Regions from separate parts of the Mus musculus genome. Here regions 1 and 2 are each linked to region 3. A link is a contact called in public HiCAR-type and Micro-C data. All regions are on one chromosome and are shown on one strand. The core of a region is the stretch at or near the end of the contact, and the rest is flanking DNA. Distances in the headings are between cores, read along the strand shown.

What was found. Hi-C and Micro-C count contacts between places; a contact is called where the count stands out from the background. HiCAR-type assays count read pairs that join an accessible place to other places.
Region 1: a Micro-C map of embryonic stem cells shows a contact between it and region 3, with 3 times the contacts expected there. The contact joins the promoter of Dcbld1 here to the promoter of Slc35f1 in region 3. A contact is called at or near these places in 1 of 39 promoter capture datasets (cranial neural crest), 3 of 484 Hi-C or Micro-C datasets (embryonic stem cells and gonadal supporting cells) and 1 of 115 datasets of contacts at active chromatin or transcription factors (astrocytes).
Region 2: a contact with region 3 is called in a HiCAR-type map of astrocytes, with 2.1 times the contacts expected there. The contact joins the enhancer-like site here to the promoter of Slc35f1 in region 3. A contact is called at or near these places in 3 of 39 promoter capture datasets (the 3T3-L1 cell line, hippocampal neurons and liver), 2 of 484 Hi-C or Micro-C datasets (both in cortical neurons) and 1 of 115 datasets of contacts at active chromatin or transcription factors (astrocytes).

The regions. Positions count from the first base shown.
Region 1 is chr10:52,231,871-52,234,885 of GRCm38.p6, reverse strand. Dcbld1 (discoidin, CUB and LCCL domain containing 1) reads right to left here and starts at 1,267. Exons shown (of 11, transcript NM_025705.4): 1 at 1,051-1,267. The coding sequence starts at 1,135.
Region 2 is chr10:52,981,803-52,984,669 of GRCm38.p6, reverse strand. All of the region lies in intron 2 of Slc35f1 (solute carrier family 35, member F1), which reads right to left. Among named protein-coding and RNA genes, the nearest start is that of Gm40647, 180 kb to the right of the region's middle. Within about 2 kb of position 1,444, at least 15 of the 459 cell types and tissues checked have an H3K27ac peak or open chromatin away from gene starts, as enhancers often do. A contact at or near this core is called in astrocytes and cortical neurons, where this site is marked.
Region 3 is chr10:52,689,055-52,691,942 of GRCm38.p6, reverse strand. It overlaps Slc35f1 (solute carrier family 35, member F1), which reads right to left and starts at 1,442. Exons shown (of 8, transcript NM_178675.4): 1 at 774-1,442. The coding sequence starts at 946.

The sequences.
Region 1 (3,015 bases), core at 18-2,517, 460 kb after region 3:
ATTAAGACATCCAATGACTGGAATATAGTTTGGTTGTTGAAAGGCTTGCCTTGCACAAGTTCCCGAGCGCCGCCAAAACTCAAACAAAACAGCATGTTTATAAAGCATTCATAAAACCTTACACAGTGCAATTCTAACACACGTTAGACTGTGTTACCGTAACTCTAAACAAAATAACTTCACTTTTTTTTAATGCTATCAACTTGCTGAATGTTTGGGTGAACGAATACATTGTTCAATGAAAAAAAAAAAATCCAGCGATGAGTTTAGCTTCGATTTCTGTTCCCCCAGAAAGCATAGCGGGGGCGGGGGCGGTATTCAAGTATTCTGCATAAACTCACTGCCATTAATTAACCCCAGTTACAGAGGAGCAAAGGCAGGAGGAGAGGAACAAAACCCGAAAAGGGTGGGGGGTGGGGGGGAGAACCCACAGAAAGGTGGCTCGTCCTATCCAAGGAGAACTAATTAAAGCAGATTAATGGAGTAGGGCCATGTAGGGCTGGGAAACCAGTTTCCTGCCTTAATCTGGTGGTCTGAGAGAAAATTCGGTGGCGCTGGAAGCCAAAGATCAGCTACCGAGGAAAAGCAGCCTGGGCCGCAGTCGACTCGCTCAAATACCCTTGAGGGACCAGAGTCGCAAGGTTCCAACTCCGATCACCACCGGACACGCGTGAGGCAACGGGGGCCCTGTTTGCAGTCGGCTCCGGGGCAGCCTCGCAGAAGAACCCCCTCTTGCAGGCAGAGACTAGGAGCTGGCGGGGCAACGCCGGGCGAGCACCCGGGGCCAGGCCACTCGCACCCGCCGGGAAGGGTCGGGAAATCTGGGAACTAAGTGGCCGGCCGGGCGGGGACACCGCGAAGGCAGCCGGGGAACAGGCGCCAAGCTGCCGGGCTCGTTTATGGGGGGGAAGGAAAGAGTATCGGGGCGCGATCCGAAATGCACCCTCTGACTTCAATCCATCCCCCGCCTGGCGGAGACCGCCCGCCTCTCGCCAGGCTCCCCCGAGGCCCACAACACAGCCCTCCCGGAGCCCCGAGTCCCCCACTCACCCAGCTCCTCCGCCTGCAACCGGAGCGGAGCACACACGGCGAACAGCAGCGCCAGGACACTCGGCCCACCAGCCCCGGTCCCCATGGTCCCGCCGGACTCCAGACCCGCAGGATCGGCCTCCCGGCCCGGCTCTACACTGCCGCTGCCCGCCTAGGGCAGCCTCCTTCGCGGCCCGGCCCGGCGCGGCGCGGGCACACGGCACAGATCCCTCTGGGCGGCCCGCGCCCGCGAGAGGGCGTGTCCTCCCCGCCCTGCCCCGCCCCGCCCCGCCCCCTCCCCGGGGTGATCAGCCGCACCACCGGTCTCCCAAGGGGGGCGCCCAGTTTCCCCCTCACCCCACCCCGCCCCCGCGCCACCTGCCCGGATTCACTAGAAAATGAAAATCAAAAATTCACCTGGCACGCAGGCTCGCCAGAGCCCGGGGGTTCACCGAGACTCCGCCCCTCTGGCAGTTTGTCAGCTCTACCCTAGAGCTGGTCTGCCAAGGCTATGCAAGGCATCTGAAATCTGATGGGATGATGGCAGTTCAAGTCCATTCATTCATTCATTCATTCATTCTCTCTCTCTCTCCATCTCTCTCTCTCTCTCTCTTCATTCATTCCGTTGTTTAACTCAACTTTCTACGCGGCTGGGTGCTTAAATTCACTCGGCATTTGCAGAGCTTAGAAATAATCGCTCACTACAAACTGCAGTCTGTAACATGGACAGTATATTTGGAGCACATTTGGAGAGATCTAATTGGATGGTGAAAAGGCAGCTGGGAGCAAAGCGAGAGTAAAAGACAGAGAGCTGAGTTCGTGCCCAGGTTGTTCAGAGGATTAAAGGGCGGGAAGGGGCCAGTTGGAGCTGAAGCTCAGTAGACAGGTGGGTGCCTGGCCAGATGTGGGAAAAGACGTGCAGAGTAGGACCAGTAAGAGATATGTAAACTGCAGAGTCCCCAGAGCAGTCTGGAAAACTTCAGACTGAGCAATGTTTGAGGCGCTCTCTGAGGTGGTGGGAAAGTCTTGAGATTAGGTTCGATGGACCGCGGAGGAGTTTAGAGCCCATTACTGGGTCGTTCAATTGGAGTCCTGGTCGTCAAATTGAACAGAGAAACGGTTAATACTCGTTTTAAGGACTGTCACCTTTAGGTCCCCCCCGTGACTTTCCTCTGCGTGGCCACAACCTTAGCTCTAACTCACACACCACCTCGTGGCCTCTGGGAATTATTACATCTAGAGTGCGTCGGGGTGGGGTGGTCTCGGCAGCTGAGGAAGATCAGACCCTCCAAGGCCAAGTGACCTTTGGAATTTTCTCCAACTCCAAGCCTAAGCTGACAGGTAGGATAACTTTTTGCCTTAAAAATGTTTTGTTGTTTTGAGATTGAGGTTTATCGTCTGTGTTCTGAGGGCTTCTCTTGTCTTCCTGGCTGGTATTGAGTAGTTTGCTAAGTAGCCGGAGGCTGACCTTGGAACTCCTGAACCTTCTTCCCCCACCTCTGAGATAGGGGAATACAGGCAGGCCTTCATATCCTGCCTGGTTTACACTTTAACTTTTGAGATTCCAAGTGTGATTTGGCAGTGGACTTTGCACCTTCCTTTATGGCAACCTCAGAGGAAAGACTTACAGCTTTCCAACTGAGCCTTTCTTAGATCTGAGTGTAGAGCCAGTCTCTGACTGGGACACATTCGCTTGCCTTCATGTTAACTCTTCCCCAGTTGTCATAGAGAGGAAATAAATATGTATATGTCCTGGCTGGTTTTGTGTCAACTTGACACAGCTGGAGTTATCACAGAGAAAGGAGCTTCAGTTGAGGAAATGCCTCCATGAGATCCAACTGGAAGGCATCTTCTCAATTAGTGATCAAGGGGGAAAGGCCCCTTGTGGGTGGGACCATCTCTGGGCTGGTAGTCTTGGCTTCCATAAGAAAGCAGGCTGAGCAAGCCAGGAGAAACAAGCAAGCCAGCAAAGAACATCCCTCCATG
Region 2 (2,867 bases), core at 195-2,694, 290 kb before region 3:
ACGCATTCACACTCGCCATCAAATAAGGCAGTTTGAACAAGTATGGACCATCTCTTCATCAAAAATCAATACGGGGGAGGGGCTTTGTTTTAAAAAGCCACACCCAAAAAAGGCTCCTCTCTTTTCCAGTCCCTCCAAACTCTCAGAACTCACTAGGAGCCAAACCAGGTTCTGCCCCCTCCCCTGTCCCGGGCTTTGCCTTCCACTTCTTAGCTGGTAAATGGGTGCCCTGAGGGGAAGCTCAGACCAGGGACCTCATTCCCACCTCCCATTGTTTTGCCAGTGGTGCCTGGGTACATGGGAGACTGAGAACCACAGCAACTGTCCCAGACTCTGCTGTTTCTAACTCCAGAAAAAATGTGAACTGAGGACCCCTGTTACAGACTATGTTCTTCCTCCCCTAAGCAGTGTGCTGGCGGGGCTCAGAACACCCCAGTGGCAAGGCAGACGCTTAGCCTGGCAATTGTACTTATACATATTTACTCCTCAATAGCTATATGACACACATACACACACACACACACACACACACACACACACACACACACACACACATGCATGAGAGTGTGCTTGCATGTGTATGTGTGTGTATGTGCATATATATATATGTATGAGACAAACAGCAGCAACAGAAAATAAATGCTGACAAAGGTGAGGAACAATATGCACTGTTGAAAAAAATGTTAATTGGTAACACTGGTAGGGCATTCCCTCAAAAAGTGAAGAAGAAAAAACCTAGCATATCACCCACTGCAGTACCAATCAACAAGGGAGCAAAATGATCACTTCATACATGTGTGTTTGCACCCTGCTCAGTATCAAATCAGTCATAACACTCAAGGTCTAGAATTAACCCAAGTGTCCAGTACTAAATGAATGGATAAATACCAGAGAGAAGGAGGCAGGGGGGAAGAGGGGAGGAGAGGGAAGGAGGGAGGGGTGTTTATAGATATGTTGTTTATCTTTTTAAAAGACTTTTTCCTAGTCCATTGAGTTACTAATGTTTCCATAGCTTCAAGAACTTCAAAGAGAAGTGTAGTTTTTTTTTTTTTTTATACTGTCTTTTTCTTTGGGTAGACTTTAGCAAATGAACAGTTTGAAAGAGAGCAGAGATGTGGTACTATAAAAGGCATTTTGGGGGGCTTGGTAAATGTCAACCGGAGAATAGAGCTGAACATTTTGTAGGGAGTCTGTGAGTTGGGGAGTCCTCGTTAGACTTGAGTCCTTAGGAGAGCAGCACAATGAAGCAATCAGACTAAGAAGTGAAGTCTTCGGGGAGAACTGACTGACTATTCAATGGCTTGACCCAAAGTGAATTAAACACACTGTGCAGCGTTTACAGAGGAACCAGCCAATAGGAGTTCAAGCTGTTATTCTTGAAACTACTGTGGGTGGCAACGTCCAGGGACAGTGAGTGACCTAAGTCAGCATCTTTTCATGTGAGGATCTGGCAAATGATTCATATACAAGGAGTGAGAGGAGAGCTCCCCTCTGCCTGTAACAAGGACTATTTCTAACTCCCACTTGAGAAAATTCTGCTTTCTGGCTCATGCACCTTTTAGATTAATGTGCTTCCTAAAATTGAAATGACTCATTAAAATCTGTACTTTGAGGGAGCTGGTGGCTTGGTTCACACATTTCTAAGAGAGGTGCTTCATCTGGAAGCTTCTGGAAAATTCTTTTTAACCACCCACACCCTGGATACCTAGAGGAAACATGACTTCTGAGCTGTCAAGGAAAAAACCCAAACAGAGCCAAATGGAAGTGTTGTTATCATCAGAGAAAGCCTGTCGTGACCAGAGAGTGAGCAGTAGTAAAAAAGGCAAGAAAAATCCAACTTCTGTTTGTAATTTCTTTTCCACTTACATGGCAGAAAACTGCTCTCATGACTTGGACACAATTTCAAGTCCTACTTATTTTGGCATATATTTGGAGGAGAGGGCTGGATTAATAGAACACTTGTTGGTCTCTGTGAAAATGATGACAGGGAAAGGACTAGAAATAAAACCATGCTCTCAACACTGAGGGCTCCATTTGACAGGAAAGCAAGCCCAGTTTCTGAGTTTCTGTGGAGGGGAAGGCCAGAGAGTGGACATGGTCGCAGGTCACGTGCTTGCCTTGCACAGGGTGCTGCTACGTGAATTATCTCATTTTACAGTTTGACTCAGACAGGAAGCAAGAGTAGTGAGCAATCCCAGCTGCATACTCCTGAAGAAAATGTGTTAGGTCCAGAAGGTAGAGATGGGATGATATAGAATGAGACCTGAACAGGAATGGACAGGGATTGATAATAGAACGGTGCAGTCTTTGAGGGAATGAATGACTAATTATAGAAATTGCTGCCCGTTCTGGCTTTAGAATACATAGTCCAGACCCCAGGAAGCTAATTTTGGTTTAAGCTAGCTAGACAGGAAGAATTGGCCCTTGGGTAATGCAGACAAGTCTCTGAGTTTATCACCCATCCTGGAATGTATTGCATGTCACCTCATTTAGATAGGCACAAATTGCTGGTCTTAATGTTGCGTTTGTTTGTTTGTTTGTTTGTTTGTTTGTTTGTTTTGGAGTATGTGTGTGTGTGTGTTTCCCCCTGAGAAAAAGACTCACTGTGTACTACAGGCTGGTCTTGAATTCAGTCATCCTATTTCCACCACCCTGATCACAGAAAGATGCCCATGTCCATATTAACACCCGCTTGCTCACTTTTAAATTTCTAGAAACTAGCTTGGTAGCTAACATACCAAAGCAACCAAATAAACAAATCCTTCTGAATTAATGTCAGGAGCAGCGAAGCAACACATATTTATTATTTGAAACGTGGGCAGACTCGTTCCCAATAAATTTGGTCAAAATTAAAAACTTATTTTTAC
Region 3 (2,888 bases), core at 193-2,692:
TTCTACTTTCTTGTCAATAGTACCCTCGTCCTAAAACATGTCTGTCCTTAATAACCCACTACGTAGATTCCAGCAGAGAGACCAGGGCAGTGTGAAGCAGAGTAACTAGGCACCTGATTCTCACACACCCTTCTAGCAAGATCTTGCACTTTGTTCAGGTCTGGCCCAGGCCTCTAGCCTCTTTTTCTTACTCCAAAAGCCATCAAGAGTCTGCACAGCGAGTGAAATGTCAGGCAGAAGTGTTTCCCCTTCTGTCTGGGGTTGGGGGTGGGGGTATCCTCACCTTATGCCCCTGGGGAGGGGAATCAGTGCCACCAGGGCGGAGCGAAAGACAGCGTGAGGTTGGCGACTTCCACGCCATCACCGCAGCCCGGGGCCTTCCCGCCTCCGCCCGGGCCATGTTGGGGTGGGGTGGGGGTGTCCCCAAAGCGCAAAGCTGGGATAAGAGTGCAAAGGGGAAGTGATACAACGTGAGGATGCGAGGCGTGAGCATGGACACACACAGGGCATCTGCAGGTAGAACAACCCCGCCTTTCTCCAACTCGCTCTCCGGACCTGCCTGCAGCCCGACCACTGGGGGATCCCAGCGTCAGGACAAAGCTGTCGCGGCCTCTCTGAGAGCGCAGGGAAAGAGAGCGAGCCCTGGCTCTCTCCCCTGGCTAGGACCCAGTGCCAAAGGACCTCGGGGACACGTCGGATGGGGAGAAAGGGGTCCGCGGGCTAGGCGCCTGCAGTGCCTGTCCCTGGTGTCCCCACTGGGAGCCTGTGCTCACCTGTTCAGCACTTTGCGGATCCTCTGGCGCATGCTAGCCCGGGAGGAGGCGGACAGGCTCACGCCGCCGCTGCCCTCAGCTGGCAGGTTCTCGATGGTGGTCACCACATGGTTCGGCGGGGCCGGTGGAGGTGGTGGCTGCAGTTGGGGCTGCGGAGGCTCGGGGGGAATCATCGCGGCGGAGGCGGAGGTGGATGGCTATCAGAACGCTGCCCCGCACATAGTGCGCGGGCTCCGGGCCCGGGAACAAGCAGAGGACCCGGCCAAGCGGCCCCGGCCCGGGGAGGCGGTGCCGCTTGCGAAGCGACGAAGCGGGAGACACCGGCGGGCTCCGGCCGCCTCCTCCCAGCCCAGTGCTCTCGGGTTGCTACCCAGTCCTGGCTGCACACCCTCTCTCCGGGCCGCTGCCACCTCCCGCCGGAGCTGCAACCAAGTCCTGGCACACCCCGCCAAGTGGCTGCAAAGGGGGTCGGCGGGGACCCGGAGCTGCCGGGTCCACTGCAAGGACCGTGCAGAGAGAGGAACGGGGCTGCCGGGTTTCGTCTTCTCTCCCAGTGCCTAGGGCTTGTCCTGGCTGTGGCAGTTGTGGTGGCGCCGCTTCAGCTGGCGCCGGGTTCGCTTAGAAAGCTGCCGTCTGTGTCTCACGGAGTGAGAAACCAAGAGTGAACCTGGAGCGCCGGGCGGGGGCGCCGCGCCGGCAGAGGGGGGTGGGGGTGGGATGAACGCTCTGCTCCCCGCCAGAGGGCGCTCCGGAGGTGCCTTGGTGTCCCCAACCCTCCTCCTGGCATCCAAAGAGGCCCCTGGTCTAGGATGCTGTGATTGGTGGTGGGTACTTTTGTCTTTTAAGTGCAGTAGTGGATACATCCTCCCTGTGAAATTGGGGAGGATTCCTCTTGCTTCTGCGGAGGCTCTGCAGAATCCAGCACCATGGGCCCGGGACAGAGGCACAACCCAGAGACAGTTTGTTGGTCCAGGCTACAAATTAAGCACCCTAAATATCACAACTATGCTCATCTAGAATGGACCTGGAGGAAAAAGGAAGTAAAACAGTTTCTCACTAAAAATGCATGCTGGGAATTGGGAAAAGCAAACTAAGTCATCCCAAAACAACTCCATTTAGGCAACAGAGCACTGTGGAAGGAAAGTGAAAATAACAGAGATCCTAGAAAGTTTTTTTTTTTTAAATTCTAGGACAAGGCTACTCCTGAGTTGCCCATGGCATTGTAAGAGTTAAATGAAGTAAATTACCCATCAAGAGGGCCTGATGGCTCCCTCAAGGTCCTCCAGCTGTCAAACAAATAACTTTGTTAGCTCCTGAAATCATAGCCCACTTTCTGCCCAATGGACCTTATCCCAGACATTCCTTATACCTATTGATCTGCATTTCAAATAGTTATTGACTCTGGAAATTTTTTCAGATGCCTCTTAATCTAGATTGCCTGGGCAAGGATCTTGCCACAAGAATGATATGCATTTAAGTTTTGCCCACTTCACTGCAGAATAGGGAATTGATCCTATTGAGTAAGTTTAACAGGTATATTTGTTCACACGAAAGCACATTGATACTGCCACTAAATCCAAATGCTCTAAAGACTAGCAAATGAAAACATCTGTTTAGGATGTTCAGAGAAAAATAACATTCAAAAGTAGACGATGTATTCTCAAAACAGGGAAAAGAGGGACAAAAGAGCAGTGGGTGGGACAAAAAGAAGCCAGTCCTTTGTATCATAATAGGGGTTCTTGTCATTAAAAAAATTGGATAGACAGAAATGTACAAAACTTCTCCTGTCTATATTTAAGTATCTGTCAAACCCAGTTTCTACCTGAACTGTCCCCAGGGCCCCTTTCTACAAAATTCTACCCAGCTTGGAACACTTTCCATTTTATAATTAGAACATCACCCCATGCCTTCTTTAGTGACTTTTCATTCTAGAATATTCACCCCAGATTTTCAGGACAGGTGAAAGAATTACTACAAACAAGAACAAGGCTTGTAACCTTGGGAATATTAAAATTCCAATAGATTGCAATGAGTTTGCCCTTGGGAAATGACCAAATATAGCAGACATGAGTAAAATTCACTTCAGCTGGACCTGGCAGCAAATCTCAGTAAGAA